4 separate regions of the Mus musculus genome follow, and regions 2, 3 and 4 are each linked to region 1. Evidence: chromatin contacts called from public Hi-C and HiChIP or PLAC-seq data. All regions are on one chromosome and are shown on one strand. The core of a region is the stretch at or near the end of the contact, and the rest is flanking DNA. Distances in the headings are between cores, read along the strand shown. Region 1 overlaps Agbl1 (ATP/GTP binding protein-like 1). Region 2 has its middle 3.8 kb from the start of Mir7-2. Region 3 has its middle 17 kb from the start of Mrpl46. Region 4 overlaps E430016F16Rik (RIKEN cDNA E430016F16 gene).

Region 1 (3,330 bases), core at 459-2,958:
AAATAGCTATAATAGAAAGAGTGTGGTCCACAAACTCTCAACTATTTTCTGTTAGCCATTTCACAAAAGAGGCTTCTTGGTGGGAGAGAGGGGAGTTAGGCACTAAAAACAACCATGAGTCAATTTAACTCAATGGACAGATCTTGGGTGACAAATTTAAACAACCTCAATTTAAATTTGAACAAGCCCTATCCCTATACAGCATCAGCTCCTTCAGCCTCTGATGGCAGTAATAATAAACTAGCAGTGACTTTTACCAAAGTTTATTAAGATCCATTGCTCCGCTCCCGCTCCTGGCTCATCACCAGCTTCCATGTTGCTCATTATTTTTAGAGGGTATAGACCAGCCTGCCTCGATAACTATGTCTCTGTAGTTGACCCCAGGGTACCATGAGAGCAGACATTATGATCACTATGTAAACAGTGATATCCACCATATCATGCCCTTATGATGACTGATGCAATTATATCACATGTATACCATCTTCATCATGACTTGGAGACTTTTACACTTTTACAGTCTTTTCGAAGGGACACTTTGACCCAAACTTGCAGGCAAATGTTAGAATAGAGGGGAAGCCCTGGAGATAGAGGTGGTAAAAGATAGTATGCTACCTGTGCATAAGAACTGACCCGACTTAACAGCGGCATGCCAACAATAATGTTTTAGCCAAGTTTTGTGTCAAGCGGGAACATCTTATCAGCGCCATTCACAGCTCTGTTCAGACCCAGGATGGTCACCTCCGAAGAGTTTGACCATCACAGGAAAGGGTTCACTAGCCTACCTTCCTGTCACTGGATAACAACCCCACTGTCCTCAACAACTTAGGTTCAATTCAACTGCTTAATTAGGCCCATTAATTCTAAGAGACTGCAAAATGACTGGACTGGGTCTTGATGGATACAAGACTCTGGCTTTCTCTGGGTCAAATATCACTAGACTATCATTACTATTATTATATTACCATTTATTATTATTATTATTTTACTACTTAGAGAAGTGTGACACACTTTTCCAGCCTCCCACAGAAAGCATCATGTCACTCCATCTTGAAGCTGTAATCGCAAACAACAGGTCAAGCTCCCACACACCCCACGATGATATTCATTCAGAAGTTTCCAAGGCTGATTTCTTCCAGACCCTCAGGAACGTCCCTGGAAACTTCTCAGTGTCTAACAAGAGTTGGAAAGCAAAAGAAAAAAATGAGCTGTTCTTAACTGGGGTCTCAACCTGAGCCCCATTGTGCCTACCAAATATGTGTCATTCACACTTAGGCTTTGGTGATGAAAACGTTAGATTCTGTTGCAAAGAAGCATCAAGCCCCGCCTACAACCCTCCACTTACTGCAAGCCAACCTAAGGCCATGTTTAAGATCGCATAGTCAATCTATGGCTCAGTCCAGGGTTCCTGACTCCTGCTGAAGGTTACCAGAAATATGAAAATCTGACGCTTTGGAAGCAGTCACAACTGAGGTAAAGTTTAGCTTTCCTTGTGCTTTTTGTGGGACTTCAGCAAGTCTTTGTTTTGTGCTAACTACCTCTTCTTGGCATGTAGGACAGGTATAGTACTATGACTATTATGTAAGTGAGGACAAAGAGTTCAATGTAACGTGAGCAAAGTGTCCAGCACGCTATTCATCACCATAGTCACGCTGTGGATGCTGCGGTGGTTGCTCTGGTACAGTCACGCTCTTTCCAACCTCCCCCACTCCCCAGCTCACAGGCAGCTTGCAGTAGCAGTTAATTAAAGATGTCATCAGATTGGGAGAAGGGCCTCTTGCAGAGGGTGCAGAACTAGAAGACTCTTGTCCTCCCAAACCAATTTAGGACCTTTACAAGTTGTCACAAGGGTCTGGGAGACTAGCGACCCTAACAACCAGCGTTGCTGCTGTCAAGCAGAGACAGCTTGCAAAATGCTACTGGGATGTCCCCGCCCTCTGTCAATCCTGCTCAGTCATGCTAACACCACTTGGAAGGCAACAAATTCCATCCGCTGTTCTAACCCCAGGCTCCACTCACCCTGCCTCCTCCCACCTCCCTTAAATAATGGCTGCGCAAATGCCTCTGAGACCATCTTCAGATAATTTCCTTCAAGACATGCAAGCTGCTAACGCTGGGAAGCACAGATAGTGTGCGCTAGCAAATATGGCCAAAATTAGATTAAAATAACCTCCTGATAAACAAATTACTCACCGAAAATAAATATTGGACTAGCAATGGTCGAGATAACTAGAAGAACAGCACCACCACATGGCATGAAGAGGAACTACAGGAACAACTGTCTGCAACTCAGCCCACACTTCCTTGCAGCATCAGGCTGAGGAGGGCAAAGGAGACAACCGGCACAGTTGCAACCTTTTAACTTAAACTTTTTAAAATCACTTATGCACTTATGCAAAGCACGTAAGTATTTGGCAGGCAAGACCGGACTCGAAGCCAAGAAAGTAAAGAGGAATATGCCAAATTGAATGTGGCATGACGTAATAGGAGCCTGTAATCCTTCCAGTTCCTGCTCCTCGCTCCCGGATCTCATGCCCCCATTCATCAGCCTTGCCTGATGCTCACCCTCGAAGCAGCAAACACAGGCTCCTCACACACATGCTGGTGTTTTAGCATCTCTCACCGGGGCCCATTCAAACGTTATGTGGAGTGGACCGTGTGATGTTTCTGACTTAAGTAACACATGGTCTTCCAAGATAATTCTCCTGATACTTAAGCAATATTTACTTAGCTTCCTTTCAACATTTCGTTGTTCCTTCTTTGGGTTAAGTAAACCTAGCCTCTTTAATCTCTTCCTGGTGAAGCATGGGGCTTAGCTCACTGGGAGGAAGAGACTGTCAGGTAAACCCTAAAGCCTGCTGCCTGAATAAATTATTTAAGCCTTCCAGACTTCAGTTACCCCACTTACTGAGACGGGGATTGCGAAATATCCTTTTCGGGCTAAACATACACAGTGTCTGACATGCTAAGAACTCAATAAATGGATATACGTGTCATTTTAAACCAGCATGGTGATGGATGTGGCTTGCCATGCTGCCTTCAAATGAAGCCAACTGCAGCAGTGTGACAAATACAAAAAAAAAAAATCAATATTATTTGAAGGAGATGTTTGACTCATCAGTGAAATACATAATGTATGCTTCCCCAGAAGTCATAGTAGAAAAAAAAAAAGAGAGAGAGAGACAATCGGGTTTGTGAACATACCACAATAACTAAGGCATGGTGGAAAAAGATTCTAGGAAACTGGACTCCTTCCTTATCCAACATCAAATAATTAGGAGAGCCTCTAATGTGGCCTGAGATGAGGTAAGAGCTGCAGTAAGAAGCCCA
Region 2 (3,330 bases), core at 507-3,006, 2.5 Mb before region 1:
CTTGGCACCTACTTGTCCGTACCCTTCCTAGGAAGTGATCCGTCTGCTCCTCTCCTGTGTTAGGGTCGCTGTGTTCGTCTGTCCTCGGCCTGCTCCTTGCAGGTGGGGGGGGGGGGCGCTTCCCTCTTACCTCTTCTACTTCTCCATCCCACCCCCGCCGAAGTTTCCCAAACCCCTCACACTAAAAGACCAAGTCTGTATCTCTAGCGATCTCAGACCCGCTGCTCCCCAAGAATATCCTGCACTGGCTTGGAAACAGATTTATGATGCATCAGAAAATGGGAAAACACAGAACAACGTAGTCTGCGGGTGCGCTCAGGTGAGCCACAAGCAGCCAGGCAGCAGAAAAGTTGACTCAGGGAAATCATGTGCAATCCCGATTGGCTAAAGCAAAACCCTCATCCTGGGACCCAGAACTCAGAAACCGCCCTGTGCTCCTGGATAAAAACTAAGGCAGATTCAATCATTCTGGGTACTCTGCTCTCTCAGCTAGTCAGGAAAGGATAAATGGCATCCTCTTATTGGTTGATGAAGTGACACATACCAACCAATGAGAGACTGGCTTTTCTTTCCTAGCCAATAAGGTCTCAGTTATCTTCTTGAAAGGAAATTAAACCCTTTGTCCATAAAGAAATGAGCAAAAAAAGAAATAATTATTTTTAAAAATTACTATTGTTGCCATGGGGCATTACTGATCAGTGATCAGTGATAGCTGGCCCAGAGAATTAGTAAAGTAAAGGAGAGCCGTTCTCTGAGTAGAAAACTCAAAAAGCAGACCAGCTACCTGGTTTGGTGTAAATGAAGTTTCTATAGTAACATGTAAGGCAAGGTATCTTGATATAAATGCCTATATTGATATATCTAAACAGGCTTTTGGGGCAGTGAGTATTATATATACACATATAATATATTATATATAATTGTATTATGTAAAGAGAAAGGCTGAAGGAAACATGATTTGTTGGTGTAAGGCATCCTCGTAGTTACTGCCTGAAACAGGAGGTTTCCCCTGTCTGTGTCGTCAGGTGTCAGATGTGCAGAGGTAGCAGATTCTTGGCTCTTAGTGAGAGCTATTCTAGATGATGAATGTATAAAACAGGTCGCTCTGCTAACTTCCTGGGCTTTTCCCTCTCCCACCCCACCCAAGAGAAGGCTACAGTCACCTTGGAAAATGTGTAGGGACCATGATTTCCCACCCGTGTGTTACGGATGAATACAGACAAGTGAGGCTGGTGTAGGAAGCAGTCAGCGCTTGTCAGTCCGGGGGAAGGGGAAAGGCCAGAGGACTGACCCTCCGAGTGCTGGTTTTATAAGGAAGCCAATGCAGAGGAGGAAGACTAGATAAACGTCTGGAGAATCCAGTGCTGCTGTGCTGTAGGGTAATTGGGGCGTGTGTGTGTGGGGGGGGTGGGGGTAGGGAAGAGGAGATCACCTCCTCATATAAAGGGATAAATAAAAGGACCTCAAATCGCAAGTCCCAAGAAAATGGCTGGGCAGCTTATGATTACATCTCTGAAGTGGGCTGGGGTATGGTTGGGGAGGATTTCGGGGGTCTTATTTCCTTGACTTAGGGGGAAAAAATCACCTTCTAGGGTGCCCTCGAGTATTTCATGAGAATGGCAGGGACTCCCACGCAGCCAGGACTGAGGCAGGGGCTACCAGTAGATATTTAATTTAGAGAATCAAGGTACTCACAGATAAACAGGAGCCAAAGCCCCTCCATTCACTGTTACCAAGGCAACAGGAAGCAGGGGCTGCGGGTGGTTGCTAGGTAACCACACTAGAGCTGGCGTCCTGTCCGCTCTGCTTTCCTCCTCCCCCACCTCCATTAGTCCTTTTGTGACAGCTCCCCCCTCCCCCGACTTTTTCCTCCTTGCCAAAACAATTATCTGTGCTCCTCTACAAAGGCTTTTAGGGCTTTTTCTGATTATTTATATAAATATATTATATTTATATATGTATGTATATATATATATATATATATATATATATATATACACATATATATACACACACACACATACATGTATACACACACACACATACCTACCTGCCTGCCTACCTGGATGCTCATTTGGGGCAGACTTCATCTACACCCAGAGGTGAGGCACCCAGACACAATGTACTACTTCCTACCATAGCCTCGGTTTCTTTTCTCTCCAACTCCATGTTTTTTTCCCTCGTTTACCCCGAGTAAGGTTTGGGGAGAAGGCAGACCTAAATGTGGCGATTCCCCTTTGGTTTAGATAGTGAAGGTGACATAGAATGTCTTAGACACCCAAAGCCCTGGAGAAACGAGAAAGCCGATCTCCTCCCCGGACCCCCCCCCCCCCCCACACACACACACCGTTATTCTTCTACAAACCGCATCGCACCTCTTGGCCTCGGTTGAATGGAGTCTGGAATTGTGGACATGGGCCTGGCGTCTTGGGAAGAGCCCAGGAACCGACCTCTGGTACTCTGCGGCCCCGGTGCTGTCCAGCTTCTGAAGGTGCCTAATGAGTGGTGCTGAAGCTGTACGGACCTCCAATACTGCTGGATCCCGAGCTCCATTCAGGATCCCAGTGAGTGGAGATGCAAGACTGGGATTTATCTGCCCTGTTTGCGCCTTTTCATCAGCTACTTCCCCAGCCCTCACACTCCCTTTCCCCGGGTTCGTTGGGCCACCAACTAATGACACAAAGGGTAAGAAAAGGGGTTGGTTGTCCTGGGATGGTTACCCGCTGCTTTTCCCGGCACCGTGTACGTCTTCCTCCCGTGGGCGCTGGACTCTGGGGATGCTCGCCCGTAAGATCGCGGCTGACTTCAGCACGGACTCCTGGCTCTCAGATCTTGTGGGACGCTTTCCCGCAGGCAACAGGTCGGCTACACCTAGAGTCTGGGCGAAAGGCACCAGAGACCCAGCGGCAGCGCGGGGCTTAGCTCACATGCAACCCTCTTACTCCAGCTGGCAGGAGAGCCCAGCGCTAGCTCCAGAACGGCTTTCCCAGCCACCGCCACCACCCGCACCCCCTCCCTCCCACCCCCAGTTTGGAGAAAGGGAGACATCGCACCTGTGGCTGAGCAGATCCTTTCCCTTCCCTCCCGGGCATCCTGGGACTTGACCTCCTGAATCCAGTTGAGACTTGGTGTTGGCAGCCCTTCCAAGAGGAGCCCTTGACAAGGGGGAAGGGATCCGGGGGTATGGGGGCACTAAATGAGATTTTTACCCACTGAGGCTTGAGGCAGCCGAGGAAGAAAGCCTCTGCACTGCTTCCTTGTGGAAGAAATCCCTTGCCCCAGAGTGAGAGCGTGGGCGCGGGGACTGGGTGGGTGTGGAGGATGTTCTGT
Region 3 (3,330 bases), core at 587-3,086, 2.4 Mb before region 1:
TTGCCTCTTGCTCTCAGATCCTCTGTGTGTGTGTGTGTGTGTGTGTGTGTGTGTGTGTGTGTGTGTGTTTGGGGGGAATGTGTGTGATAACCCCTTTAAATACACATCTCATGCTTTCTTACTGACTGGATTCTAACTGGATTTGGCCAGTGAGGGAGAGGTACTGGCAGGAGGTTAAAGGGAAGGGAAGCTAAGGCTAAATATTCCTTCCCACTGCGTGCATACATCGCCTGCTCAGCATCTCTGTGGTCCACAGCCGGCAGCCCTCTTTGATTCACATTCCTGCAGCATGGCTTGCTCCTGGTAGCATTGTTTTCTTCTGCTGTCCCCAGCCCTCAGGGTGATGGCTTTACTCTTGCTCCTCTCCAAATTGCCTCTCCATACCCTGTTTGGTTTCCAGCTCTCTCAACACCATGGGAACTCATTCTCCATGTTGAAAAGTCTCTTTTGAACGACATGGCGTGGGCTACATTTTCCTAACTGCATCCTGACTGATGTTGAGCCAACGCCACGACGATAATGGATTTCACGGTGTCACTTAAACACGCATGTAATGTATTTGGGAGTAACCACCTCCTCATCTTCTTCTTCCATAGTCATCTCTTCAATTTTGGGGGCATCTTCAATTATTTTTTTTCTCTACAGTATACATATGAGAGAGCACCTGTGATAGTATTTTTTGAATCCAGCTTATTTTACTTAATGTCCATTTTCCCATAAATGACATGAGTTTGTTCTTTGTGGCTAGGTAGCACTCCATTGTGTATACATACTACACTCTCTGTGTTCATCTGTGGGTGAACCATTTTGGCTTTTGTGAATCGTTGGTGATCAACACCAGCACGCAGAAGTCTCTGACATGTGTCAGTTTTGATTCCTTTTCAGATAATCCTCAGGAGCAACACTCACAGGAGAGCAGTCTCATCCCTTGCCCGTAGCTCTCTAGGTGTGGTTGAATCTCTGTTGAACTAAATCCTAGTTCATACCATTCAGTATTTTGCTGAGTTCAGTGGCACCTTCTCCTCTGCTTCTCCAGGGCTTTACTGAGCTAAAGCTTCAGGAAGCATCTCTGCCTTCTCTAGGTGGATACAGAGAACAGTGCCCAGCCTCACGACAGACTCCATCTTCTTGGATAGAGTCCATTTGATGGACAGTGTCCTTGCAGAAACTTAAAGGGGCATTTTATAGGACCAGATTTTTGCATCATTTAGCTAGATATGATTTCAGAAGCCACGTGGGTCATCACTACCTGGCTCCTCAGGAAAGAATGGGAGCCATCTCTATCTCCCTAAAGATTTATGGTGTGAGAACTGACCACCGAAACTAAATTCACATTTCATGGACACACCCTTGGGCAAACCACACTTTGATTCTGGCTTTCTTGTTCTCAAAATTATGAGAGATTGTTGCCAGTCATTTATTACTGTTTTCAAAATGCCAAGGGAACTGTATAATCTTGAACAAGTTCTATGCCAGCATGTGGGCCTCGTTTTCTGCATTGGCAGTGTAAGAATGTTGGATTCACGTCCTGGTTGGGGCAGCTGCTGGTTCATGTGCGTCAGGGATTGGGTGAGTCTGTGCAGTACACATCGTATCCACAGGGAGGCGCCACACACAAACGTATATCCCTCCTAGGTACGCTTGGCCAAAAGCTGGGCTGTGGGTCAGAAAGCCCCACTGGCTCTTAGGCTTTCTAGCGTGTTATTACCGCCAGGTGGCCATCTGTCCACAACAACGAGTCAAGGCACGATGGCCACTGCAAACACGCAACTGTATTGCAAGGAAGAAGTCACCAACCAAATCGTTAATGCATTAGCTTAATGCATCAGAAGGAGCTGACAGGATTAAGCTGAGATCACTAAAAGGGTGAGGCAGCTCAGGAGAGGTAGAAAGAACTGGGGGAAAGGGCAAGGACACCAGCTTGCAGGCAGGTTGCCGGCCGCGTACTGGACTCGATGTTACATATTCACAGGTTGGTAGGTTCACCCTGTGTTCTGAGTTTCTCTGACACTCGTGAGATACCAGTTGAAGAAGCAACTCTAGCTGACAGATGAGGGAAGAGCTGGAGGGAGGTGGCTTGCTAGCTAGTCAGTGGCAGAGCTCCATCTTAAGACCAGTCCTCATGTGCCATGATGCCAGGTTCAAGCAGCACACCCAGGATCCTGGAAGCAGCTAGTTTTTACCCGAGCATGGAGTGGGTTCGGTGGAATCTATTCGTCACAGCTCCTGGCATATGACAGGGAAACAGTGCTGACCTTGGCTTCACATGTAGCAGAGAGTGAATCGAAGTGGACTCTTTGAGTCACCTGCTTCTATCCCTTGTTATATTTTGAGACAATAAGGCCCAGAGTTAGTCATTTTGCCAAGGATGGAGCCAAAAGCAAGAGAGTAGGAAATCTTCATCCCCACCTGGGCTTTTGCTCAGATGTCCTGTGGGCTCTGCTTGGTTGTAGTGTGGGATTCCCAGCATTGTTTGGGAGCCTACGGGCCTGCCCAATTGCCCTCAAATGCCAGCCTCCTAGGTGCCAGCCTTGCCCTGCCGCCAGCATCTCCTCCCCTGCTGGCCAAGCTCCTTGGCCTTTGTTAAGACCTGTTGGGCAAAGCAGGGATTACCCAGCATGCCAGGCATGTAGAGGCCAGAGAACCAGGCTCTTGGCTCTGCACAGCTTTCCCTGGGATTACAAGATAATGCATTTGAAGAAACATTAACTCATCCAAGTTTATGGATTATATGGAAACGAAATCGTAGTAATCTCCTCAGCCATCTGGTCCTTGATGCCACTTAGCCAGGACCTCCCAGAAGCGCCCCTCCCCCCAGGTCCCCACACAGGGCTGGGGACAGGGATGGCCATGTTCCTTATTCCTCAGGCCAGGGCAGCATTTTCCAAGGGTCTTGGAAGGGCCAGTACAGTTTGTGCCTTCAGTATCAGAGAGGTGGGCAGGGCAGCTATAGCAGGGCAGAGATGTGGAAAACCATTCATTACCAATAATGCTGCATATGGGCCGTCAACCTGTGTTTGTAATGAAAACCCGACTTTGCAGTTTAGAAAGCATCATTAGGCACATTTCTAGGGTTGGAGTGCTGGGAGGGGAATTTTTCTCCAGATGAGATGCTTGCATCTTCCATCTTTCTAAAGAATCCCGAGCAATGGAATCCCAGCCCTTCTCTGCCTCCAAACCAGGGGATGCAGGTTCTCTGCAGCCAGGACTTTGAATTATGCACTTGTGGCAGAGTGCAATCTCCTGAAGCTGTCTAAAGGGGAGGAAGCGGAACAGGGTGATGTACAGGGGCAAAGCACATGGATTTTGGCTCTAGCCCACCTAGTACGA
Region 4 (3,330 bases), core at 440-2,939, 2.2 Mb before region 1:
ATGATACACACACACACACACACACACACACACACAACATCACACAGTATAAGAGTGAGCTTAACGTATTGGAAGGATATGGTTTCTTGACAGGCAAAAGGATGGTGGCACTCATGTTCAGGTTACTTATCTTGGGAGTATGATTATGACTTTGGGGAACCTGAAAAGAAAGTTCTAGAATGAGCAGTTGATGCTGCCCCAGAATGGAGTCTTCAGAAGAGGTCAAAGGTAAGAATGGGCAGAAGCTGCAGGCAAGGAAATAAGACACTGGTTGGTGTACATATGTGAACAGCCAGGACTGTCCCAGGACTCTGCCCAAAAGGGCAGCTGGGAGAAAGGACTGGTCTCCATTAGAGCTGGAAGCCAAGAAGCAAGAGGTGAGTAATGGGTAGCCTTGTGAAGTGCAGTTTGGACCTACAGCTTAGGAACGGACTTGGTTGTCCTGAGGATCCTGGGACCTGCGAAGAAACACAAAGAAGTCTAGGAAAGGATGTAAAAGGAGAAGCAGAGGAAAGGTGGATAAGAGAGAGCCACTGTAGACAGACAGGAGGAAAGGAGGAAGAATGCGTGCCTGCCGGCACCAAAGTTTCCAGACCTTCATTTGTTTTATTGTAGCCTTCTGCACATATCTAGTCAAGTAGCTGCATACCCCAACCTGGCTGGCATAGGGAATGGTGCCTGTTAGGTCCCCTTAAAGACAGGACATGGGAGGAAGTGCAGGATAAGAGCAAAGTCATGAGTTTAAGACCTACTGGAGCACATGGATGAGGGTCCCTGGGTCTCAGAAACATGAGTCCATGGGTAGACTGTAAGTGCACCCCATCAGACATCCCCTCTGTGTTCAGGATTACTGCTGTTTCCCTGATCCAGCAGGCAGAGTCACAAACCTCCCCTGGAAAGAGGCTGCAGAAAGTCTGTCAGTCCCAGAGAAGACTGGGAGCCTGTGCATCAGTTGGGGGGTTGGGGGGGGCTGGGGAAAAGGGAAGGTGGCTCTCGTTCCTGCGTGGCATTTGCTATTTCGGACTTACTGAAAGTCTGCTTCTCATGGATCTCTGCTCTGATGAGAGTGACAAGACTTCTCACAGCGATCTCTTTACTTAACCCCTTTTGCTGGGCCATCTGTTCACTACTCTGATGTATGCTTCTCCTCGGAGGAGCCATCAAATTATTCAGGCTCCTTCCCTGGTGCAGACGCTGCTCTCCTCCCAGCTGCCCCTACCCCACACAGCCGAAGCCAAACCACTTTCCCACATCCTGAGTGACACAGATACTGTGTGCGCGCGGGGGGAGGGGGGTGCCCGTGGGCGAGCAATCATGGTCCTTGAAAAAAAAACACTGGGGGTTCGGTTCGGTGCTCATCCTCACTGTGGAGTCCAGCTTATGCTTCAACTCCAACGCCTCCCCCAGACTGGCTTTCAAAAATACCCACTTCTGAGAGCTCTATGGTCCTTTCTGTGCACTCCCATCAGTGAGGACCTGCGACAATCACTTGCTCTCTCACAGAACACCCTGGGTCTTCTGGAACCTGGGGTGGGGGGCGTGGTGGCACCGAAAACTTTCTCCTTATTCATTTTCAAGTTCTTACAAATTTTGAAGCCTTCTTGGGCTTTTATATGCCCCTCCCTCCCCTCTGCGCCTCATGTCTCTCTCCTTGATGTGGTCAGTTCTCTGCAGCGGGGCCCAGGGCAGCAGCGCTGTTGCTGACAAAAGACTTTCCATATGCTCAGTCCAATATGGTAGTTGTCAGCCACTGCACCTACTGAGTTCTTGAAACCCGGCTTGTACTCTGGTGCTTGTATTTATATTTATGTTGAAGCCAGTCGTGGTAGACTTAAACTTAGCTTCAAAGCAGCGCCGGCCACTGAGACACCTGGGAGGGAATAAGCTAGAGGGGCGAGGTCTGCGGAAGGAGCCGAGCCCTGGGTGGGAGTTACAGATAGGCAGAGTGAAAGCTCAGAGATGCACTGATCCAGGCCCAGGCCTCTGGAAAGCCCCAGTCTCTCCTCATGGCCCAACCTCCCTGGCTCTGCTACCTGCATCTCAGGCAGAGGAAACTGCTTGGTGCTTAGCTGGTCCTTAACACCCTCCAGGGCAGGCATCAGGCTGTGAGAAGTTTTGAATAATGAATGCAGTCAAGAGGGGTGCTGGCTTTTTCCATTCACTAGCTGGAGCGCCTTCCCCAGTGGGTGGGTGAGGCACACAGTCATCACCCACCCCTAGAGCAATCTTCCCAGGGTGAGAACAGGCCCCCACCCCCGCCTTTCTTCCTTTGCCCACAGGAGGCTGAGAGCTGGCAGGAGGGGGGTGGGGTAGGGAGGCTGCAGAGCCCTGCCTTAGAATTCCAAGCAAGGAGCCACAGCTAAGGTTCTCTTCTCTTGTTTTCTAGCCACTGTTTATTGAGCTCATCTTCCAGGTACTGTGCTAAGTCACATAAGCGTATATTCTCCACTGGTCCTAGGAGGTGAAATCAGCCCTGGTTTCTGAGCCCAAGGCTCAGAAAAGCTAAGTGACTTGTTCCAAGCCAGCAGCTGATCTGTTTTGATCTCAATGTCCAAACTTTTATCAAAAGCACTGCCTTCTCCTTCTGGGTTAGCAGGCCAGATGGGTACCTTTTGGAATGCCTTTGGAGGAAGAAAAGGAGTATGGACCAGCAGGATTGTCAGCTTCTGCTAGTGCCCAGGAAACTGTCACTGAGTAGACATTCCTTAGCCAGTGACTCAAAACCGAAGGATGCTTAATCAAAGTTTAGTCTGACATATGGAGAACTGGCAGGAGATTAATTTAATATCACCTCATGTTGAAACCCTCACCCCCCTCCCGCCTCGTTCCTCCTCTCTTGGTCTCTTTCCAATCTGTTTTCATTGGCATCTTCAACTAGGAGCAGACAGAACCAAGAGAAGCACCAAGAAAGGCATTGCCTGACGCCAGCTGTGATCTCTGGGCAAAGGCCGGGCTCTCTGAGACCAGAGGAATGCAGGCAACTTCCCAGAAGCACCTGGGTACAGGGCTGGGAGCTGGTCTAGAATGAGGGTGGCGAGGGTGGTCTCAGTTGTTGGCCTGTAGTGGCGACATGTGACTGCTTCCTGGGACCTTGAGTACTTCTTTAGTAAGATTCTACATAAGCCTCCAGCATCCTCATCTCTCCACTGCAACTGGTTGTGACCATCAACCGCTGGTCCTTGCTTACTGTCTGCTCCCTCCCCCTCCTCGGCTATCTTCTTGCTCTCTCCTATGCTCTCTCAGACACAGGTTCTGGCTTGGATCTCACTGTTGTTGTTAGTTATGTGATTTCTTATTCCTACTGGGAGATTTCTTGTCCCTTTTGGAGTT

What was found. A called contact is a pair of places that touch in the nucleus more often than the background predicts. HiChIP or PLAC-seq counts read pairs in DNA pulled down with a chosen protein or histone mark.
Region 2: a contact with region 1 is called in an H3K4me3 HiChIP or PLAC-seq map of embryonic forebrain, with 10 times the contacts expected there. The contact joins two enhancer-like sites. A contact is called at or near these places in 5 of 39 promoter capture datasets (cranial neural crest, embryonic stem cells, frontonasal cranial neural crest and 2 more), 4 of 484 Hi-C or Micro-C datasets (adipose-derived mesenchymal stem cells, cerebellar granule neurons and cerebellum) and 4 of 115 datasets of contacts at active chromatin or transcription factors (astrocytes, embryonic forebrain, forebrain and 1 more).
Region 3: a Hi-C map of cortical neurons shows a contact between it and region 1, with 7 times the contacts expected there. The contact joins two enhancer-like sites. A contact is called at or near these places in 1 of 15 datasets of contacts at CTCF or cohesin (the NIH/3T3 cell line), 35 of 484 Hi-C or Micro-C datasets (the AtT-20 cell line, B cells, CD4 T cells and 22 more) and 3 of 115 datasets of contacts at active chromatin or transcription factors (astrocytes, embryonic basal ganglia and embryonic forebrain).
Region 4: a contact with region 1 is called in a Hi-C map of cortical neurons, with 4 times the contacts expected there. The contact joins two enhancer-like sites. A contact is called at or near these places in 5 of 39 promoter capture datasets (the C10 cell line, frontonasal cranial neural crest, hippocampal neurons and 2 more), 25 of 484 Hi-C or Micro-C datasets (the AML12 cell line, the N1E-115 cell line, cerebellar granule neurons and 13 more) and 1 of 9 other capture datasets (embryonic stem cells).

What each region holds. Positions count from the first base shown.
Region 1 is chr7:76,391,994-76,395,323 of GRCm38.p6, reverse strand. The region is part of intron 6 of Agbl1 (ATP/GTP binding protein-like 1); the gene reads right to left. Among named protein-coding and RNA genes, the nearest start is that of Gm30774, 25 kb to the right of the region's middle. Within about 2 kb of position 1,708, at least 108 of the 459 cell types and tissues checked have an H3K27ac peak or open chromatin away from gene starts, as enhancers often do. A contact at or near this core is called in the N1E-115 cell line, brain, cerebral cortex and 7 more, where this site is marked.
Region 2 is chr7:78,882,762-78,886,091 of GRCm38.p6, reverse strand. No RefSeq gene overlaps it. Among named protein-coding and RNA genes, the nearest start is that of Mir7-2, 3.8 kb to the left of the region's middle. Within about 2 kb of position 1,756, at least 41 of the 459 cell types and tissues checked have an H3K27ac peak or open chromatin away from gene starts, as enhancers often do. A contact at or near this core is called in embryonic forebrain, forebrain and hippocampal neurons, where this site is marked.
Region 3 is chr7:78,764,782-78,768,111 of GRCm38.p6, reverse strand. No RefSeq gene overlaps it. Among named protein-coding and RNA genes, the nearest start is that of Mrpl46, 17 kb to the left of the region's middle. Within about 2 kb of position 1,836, at least 31 of the 459 cell types and tissues checked have an H3K27ac peak or open chromatin away from gene starts, as enhancers often do. A contact at or near this core is called in the N1E-115 cell line, brain, cortical neurons and 1 more, where this site is marked.
Region 4 is chr7:78,596,245-78,599,574 of GRCm38.p6, reverse strand. The region is part of intron 8 of E430016F16Rik (RIKEN cDNA E430016F16 gene); the gene reads left to right. Among named protein-coding and RNA genes, the nearest start is that of Ntrk3, 20 kb to the right of the region's middle. Within about 2 kb of position 1,689, at least 68 of the 459 cell types and tissues checked have an H3K27ac peak or open chromatin away from gene starts, as enhancers often do. A contact at or near this core is called in cerebral cortex, cortical neurons, forebrain and 3 more, where this site is marked.